Regions from separate parts of the Ovis aries genome. Here region 2 is linked to region 1. The links are chromatin contacts, called in public Hi-C maps. All regions are on one chromosome and are shown on one strand. Each heading gives the region's core, a stretch centred on a gene start, on an enhancer-like site or on the middle of the called end of the contact. The rest is flanking DNA. Distances are from core to core; before and after follow the strand shown. Region 1 overlaps EML6 (EMAP like 6). Region 2 overlaps SPTBN1 (spectrin beta, non-erythrocytic 1).

Region 1 (3,660 bases), core at 609-3,108:
TTGGAAAAATTTTCAGGGTTCTGAGAATGTTTATACCCTTTGAAACATAATTTTACTGTTGAGGATTTATGCTATAGCTAGGAAAACTTTTTGTATAAACAGATTTATTGCATCATTATTTATGAAAGGATACAACAACAACCAAAAATCCAAGTGTTTAGCTGTAGGAAAATGTTTAAATAAACCTTGCTATATTAAGATAAGAGATACTAGACTGTATATATTTGAGATTACAAAGCTTATGCATAGAAAAATAATAATTGTGGTTGGATTGAATGATGGAACTATCAGTGGATTTTTTTCTTTATTCAATAGGTTTTAAATACTACTTTTTAAATTACATGATTTGTCTGTGTAGACAAAATAAATACAAATAAGCAAAAGAAAAAACATTATGACTTTCTATAGGCAATCAATTAACAGTAATTCCAGAGGCAATCACTGTTAATATTTTAGTTATCGTCTGCCCAAACTTCAATAACTTTTGAACAGATAGCACATTCTCACAGTTTAAAAACCAGGATGTATAAAAAGGTATATGTGAGAAGTCTCCTTCTAGTGTTGAATCCCCCCAGTGTCAGTTTCCTACTCCTCAGATTTTTAGATATTTTACACCTACATGCGAATACAAATAATAGATTTCTCACCCTTTTTGTCCAAAGGGAAACACACCATGTACACTCTTCTGAAACTTGCCTGTTTTTCACTTAAAAATGCATCTAGAAGTTCTTTCCATATTGGTATAAGCGAAGCTTGCTCGTCTTTCTATAGTTACATAGCGCTCCACTGTGTGGATGTACTGGAGTTTATTTACATAGTTCACTGTTAATAATGTACATGCTTTTTGTCTAAGCAAAATTTCTCTTTATAGGTTTCTATAGTTTCATGATTACATTTAATAAATGTACATTTTAATGAAAAAGGAAACTATTTTTAAAACTATTGATTAGGCTATTAAAATTTCATTAGAATTTGCAGATATTAATTACAATTCAGAGATAATAACTTCCCAATTTCAAGGGTTCAACACAGAGTCGTAAATAGGTAAAAAGATAGAACCAATCCCTCCAGAAATCTGCCACCACGAAGGCAGTTCAAGATTCAGTGACACAGTATTATGACAATATTCTGTGAAACAATCTGTCAGCGTTTTCAGAAATAAGCTGTGCAGTGCCTGGAGGGCCAGCTAGCTTGGCTCCCTGGAAGAGCTGTCAGTGAGAACAGGGATGTCCTGGGTGACATGCTCTTAAATAGCTCAGAGGCCAAAGCACGCTGCAGGGTTTGAGGCATCCTTCTGACATTTCACTTGGTTATGAACTTAGAGTTGAATCTTTATCAAAATGAAATGTGTGTATGTGAATGCCTTCCTAAGAGAAAACCTAGGGTAAGCATTATGTGTAGTTAAGAAGATAACTTTCAGCACGTGTTTAGCTCTCTATTGCTGTGTTAACAAGGCATCCCAAAATGTAAACACTAAACAACAGTTATTACTTCTTGCAGATCTGAGGGTTGACTCAGCTGCATTGAAAGGAAGTGTTGCTCCATGTTGTGTGGCTGAGGACACTCACACTGCTGCTCTCTGTTGGCAGCCTGGTTGGGACTGGAACGTCCTAATGGCTCCCAGTGCCCCCCCCCCCCCCCCGCTTGGTCTTTCACCCTTCAGGGACTAGCTCCAAGATGAAGCCTTCCAAGAGGACAAGCCCCTGTGTGCAAGTGCTCATTGAGCCTCTGTTAGCACCACATTTGCTAATGTTCCTTTGGCCAAAGCAAAAAACATGGTCAAGGCCAGAGTCAAGGACTTGAATACACAAAGGCATGAATACAACAGAGTGACTTTCACTGGAGACACCAGAGTAACATATTGCCACACCATGTTTCTCTCTGGTGTTTGGTTTGAAAGGATGGACTTACTTCCCTCTGGTAAGGTAGGAAGCAAGTAAAACACTGGACTAGGACCAGAGATCACCGAGATGAAGTTGCTCTGACTTTAAAAAACATCGCCCAGGACTTCCCTGGTGGCTCAATGGTAAAGAATCTGCCTGCCAACACAGGAGCCATGGGTTCAGTCCCCAATCCAGGAAGATCCCACATACTGAGAAGCAACTAAGCCCGCATGCACCGCAGCTACTGAGCCTGTGCTCTAGAGCCCGGTGGCGCCACTGCTGAGCCCACATTCTGCAGCTGCTGAAGCCCCTGTGCCCTGGAGCTCGTGCTCTGCAACAAGAGAAGCCACGGCAATGAGAAGCCTGAGCACTGCGGCCAGAGTGTAGCCCCACCGCTCCACAACCAGAGAAGAGCCTGCGCAGCTGGCACAGTCCAAAATAAATGAGTAACGTAAAAATCCCTCAAAAACTTAAGAGTTCAGCTGAGTCACATTGACTATCGAGGTAGAATGTGTAAAAGGCAGCAGAGTGTTGGAAAGCACCAAGCTGTACTATGCAGATGGGTCCTCTTGACTCTCTCTGCCCAGATTCTTTGGGAGATCTCTACGGCCTCATATTTCTCTGCCACGCCTGCCGTTAGAGTGAAGCGTGAGTGTGGATGGCCAGTCATCACTGCCACCAGAAGGCTTAAGCCTCACTGATGGTGACTAGACCAAAATGAGGAATGATTCCATTTGAAGTAAAGCGTTCAAATTCAACAGACGACCCTGTGTAGAGGATAAATGAACAATTAGCTAAGGGATGCTAGCAAAAGAATTGGGGCTTTATACATAAATTGAATCTGCTTAAAAGAAGAATAAAACAGACCAACCAAATCAACAGACTGACTGAATCTGGATCAGCTGGGAGCAGGCATATTGGCTGTTAATATGAAAAATTATTTTGACAATTTTTAAAAAATCAGTGACAGAGAGTGAATGTTGAAAGAACTGCTTAAATCCTAATGTAATTAACAATATCAAGAAGGAAAGGCTAAAAGGTAGTAGTAAAATTAAACCAAACATCTCTGGCAAATATGAGTTGATTGGACTTTCTTGTTAAGGTTATATAATTTGGAAAATGGTGCTTATTTTTATTCTCTTTTTTCCTAATAACTGGAGTAAATGCTGACATAGAAACATGGATTGGAGTATGTAGAAGTCTATTTAAAAGAAGAAATAATTGGTAGAGTTTGGCTTTCTGCATAAATTTTCTTTATGTAATTTCTAGTTAAAGCAAATATTATAAAGATTTGAAATTACAAACAGACTAGAGTGATTCATCCATTCATCCAATTGCATTAAAATGAAAAACTGAACAACTTGACATTTTATGTAATGAGTCAAAGATATTAAAGTTATATTCTTTAGCACCTAATTTTCTCCTTGTCTGGGATTGGCCAATACCAAGACCCATGCTTCATCCTAAAATATGGTGAAAGAAAGACTTTGATGAGTCTTCCTAGAAAGCACAGACATGACGAGGATAGCAGTTTGGTGATGATTGCTAATTTATTGAATGTGCAGTGTGTGGCAGGCACTGTATTAAGTGCCTCACATGCTTACTCTCAGTAATCATCACCCCCACTTTACAGATGAGGAAACTGAGGCACAAAGGTACATGTTTAAATCACTTGTTCAGAGTCACACGTTTAGTCAAAGGCAAAGATGGGATTTGAAGTAGGCAGTCTGTCGGCAGCTCCAACATCCCATTGACTTCTGAGCTGTATCAAAAGGAG
Region 2 (3,163 bases), core at 139-2,638, 170 kb before region 1:
GAAGAATACTGAAACCAGGCTGGAGAGCTGGGCTGGCCCCTCACAGACATTCTCATTTCTCTTCAAAGGGTTCTGGGCATTATTCAGAAGGCAGATGGATTTATTATTCTGAGGGTTGGGGGCATTTGGTGGATTTTAGTCGTGGGAATCAAGTGGTTATGATCACATATTAGAAAGGTCCCTCTGGCGGCAGTGTAAGGGGAGTGGATTGGGGGTTGAGATCAGAGGTGAGGCGCTGGAATGAGAAACTATTGCTTGAGCCAATTTAAGATTTTTCAGGAGGTGCAGGGAACCTGGGGGCCTGAATATGGGAGGAGAGAAAAGTGAAGAATGACTACAAGGTTTCTAGCTGAGGTCGGTGAAGAAAATGAGGTGTCGTTCAGTGAGGGAGTGAGAGAGCAGTACATGTGGTTTGGAGGAAAGAATGAGTTTAATTGCAGACACTGACTTGGTGATCCTTAGGAGACTCTGCCCTTAGCCGTCCGGGGAGTGATGGTTGGCACAGAGCAGTGGATAACATCATCCCGCAAAACAGTAGAGGGCATTGGAAGGAAACCTGGCGATAAACCATAAAGAACAAAACCCCGTGCGTTGATCTAATACCCATGTGACAGGGAAAATAGATTTGGTACCTTGGAAAATAAACAGATCATGTTTTCCCTCTAGACTTTGCCAGGTGTTGACTTTCAAAGAGGAGGAGAGCTAATAACTCAACTCCCGAAGCTGGGAGTGGTGAAGCTCCAGTTTCTTTTCTGTTGTTTGTGACCTTGTGGCCACACAGGCCAGAGCTGGCGGCACCTCTTGGCCTCGTAGGGCTACAGTAATAGTTTCCTCATCTGTTTCTGTCTTTGCCAGCTTGAAGGAATAAAGTTGTCTTCTTCATGAAGTAGAAAATGATAAAGCTTTGTGGAACGTCTGTATTTTGAGAAATTCCAGTTCATAGGAATTAGAGTAGGACAGAGGATTAGAGCAGACTAATTTGTGGAGGGGGCTTGGCTTTTTAACTTATTTCTTACTTAAACACACACACACACACACTCTCTCACATGGTAAGAGAAGAGCAGAGAAGCCCTTCTAATTATCTTCCCAATATGTAGCCACAGAAGACATGGGTTTTATTGATATCACATCTAGGGTATCAGTGATTTTTATTCACTCAAGGACTATTTAATGGATTCCTGCTGTGGTGATCAAGTTGGAATTCAGGCCCTCACCGAGCCAGGGAGGCAGTGAGAACCCCTCTCAGCAGTGGGGGTGGTTTTATCTCACGCCAGCCTTAAACAGTCCTCTCCAGCTTTTGTGATGGCAGACTGACCACCAGGCAGGCTTCCAAGATGGGCAGTCCTAATCTTCCCACAGCCATTGAAGTACAGATTGCTTCACTGGCCCTTGGGACACATGACTGATAGCACCTTGGGAAAATGTAGCCCTTTATAGATGACCTCCTGGGGACACCTGGATGTGTGCTGTAAGTCGGCCCCGCAGCTGACATTGTTGTCCCTTGTTGAAGTGGGTTATAGGATAGTGATGTGTGTTGCTTGCTGGGCTTTCAGAATCCCTGTGTCATGGACACGCGCTAGTCCACGCTCCTGCCTTGTCTCTGATGTTCCCTCACCATCAGGTTCCTGCACCGTTGCTCTTGAGTACCTAGAGGTGCCTTTTCACTACAGCCCTGATGGGGAGGTAGGATTTTCAGCTTTGGCATACCCCTGAAGTTTTTTAAAAAATTTTTGTCATCATGAACACTCTATAGTGTGGCACAGGTATTGTCTTTGGACAGAGAACTTTGAGGAAAAAAATGCCCCTGGTATCCAAGTTCTTAGGAGCTCAAGTGAAACAATCAAAAATAATATAATCGTATTTCTTTTGTTTATAGACTCATAGGAACTCTTGTTTCCCAGTCCCCTCTTGAAGTTTGGAGGAGCAATGGCATTATTAAAGAACACCATTAAAGAAGAAAACTTAGAGGGACTTCCCTGGCAGTCCAGGGGTTAAGACTTAGCCTTTTAATGCAGGGAGTGCAGTTTGATCCCTGGTTGAGGAGCTAAGATCCCACATGCCTTGTGGCCAAAAAACTAAACCGAAGTAGAATTGTCATAAATTCTATAAAGACTTTTAAAATTGTCCACATCAAAAAAAACTGGAAAAAAAGAAAACATAGAAAACCTATGCTTATATTCTTAAAATTACTTATTTAAAACTTGCGTCAAGGACCCAATACTTGCTTGTTGAGGAATTTGTGGATAAGTCAGTGGTTGGAAGATTTATGGGTTGTAGTTGGTCTTACTCTACAGTCAGAGGTTGGCTGGGGTCGGGGGTGGGGGTGGCGGTTGGTGGAGCCCAGGTGGTCACTGCCCTGGAGTGATGTGGCTTGTTCTCATCGGTCAGCAGGTGGCACCAAATAGCCAAAACAAATCTGGAAAGAGGTGCGTGGTAGTCAGATTTCACCTTGGGTTGGCTTAAACATTTTGGAATTAATAGTACTTTCACATTTTTCCCCTTAGAGATGGTATTCTCCAAGGCAAAATTTTGTAGAAATCTGTGGTTTTAATGGAGTCCTAAAAACTAACATCTCCAAGGTCAAATGGTACATAACAATATTGATTTTCTTATTGAAGGGATTATGACTGTGGATGTTGAAAGCAACTGTAAGATTCTTCTATAGATATACTTACTGGCTTAGGTGTCTGAATCTTACTGTTTTTATTAAATCTTTTAAATACATTGCTAATGGAGGTGTTAAAATTAATCTACTGATAAATTTCTGCTGTTAACCTGATAACGTCTGCCTTGATGGGAATCTAGGAGTGTCCTCCCATCCAAGAAGTTTCTGTTTGAGCAGAGGTGGCTGACTCTGAGTTACAGCTGCGTGGCTCAGTTGTGAGGTGGACACGATACTTCTCAGGAACATGGAGGATGTGCTGGTGATGTTCTTCGATAGCTTGTGAGAAAACAGCTAATGATGAGAGGGGGTGTCTGTGCTTTTGCCACCAACTGTTACACTGCTTGAGGTGCAGTTCAGCTTGTCCACAGAAACCTGGTTGCACGGGCCATATGTGCTTCTGTGCTACAACTTGAGAAAAGCTACGTTTTGAAGCACAGTAAGAGGAATGTTTCTTTTCTGCATTTGTGTTCTTTGTTCGGTGCCATATGTGGGGAAAAA

The links. Hi-C and Micro-C count contacts between places; a contact is called where the count stands out from the background.
Region 2: a Hi-C map of liver shows a contact between it and region 1, with 2.9 times the contacts expected there. The contact joins two enhancer-like sites. A contact is called at or near these places in 5 of 16 Hi-C or Micro-C datasets (blood, liver and mixed tissues).

The regions. Positions count from the first base shown.
Region 1 is chr3:69,347,334-69,350,993 of ARS-UI_Ramb_v3.0, reverse strand. The region is part of intron 1 of EML6 (EMAP like 6); the gene reads left to right. Among named protein-coding and RNA genes, the nearest start is that of EML6, 15 kb to the left of the region's middle. Within about 2 kb of position 1,858, at least 1 of the 54 cell types and tissues checked has an H3K27ac peak or open chromatin away from gene starts, as enhancers often do. A contact at or near this core is called in liver, where this site is marked.
Region 2 is chr3:69,521,311-69,524,473 of ARS-UI_Ramb_v3.0, reverse strand. All of the region lies in intron 1 of SPTBN1 (spectrin beta, non-erythrocytic 1), which reads left to right. Among named protein-coding and RNA genes, the nearest start is that of SPTBN1, 61 kb to the left of the region's middle. Within about 2 kb of position 1,388, at least 4 of the 54 cell types and tissues checked have an H3K27ac peak or open chromatin away from gene starts, as enhancers often do. A contact at or near this core is called in liver, where this site is marked.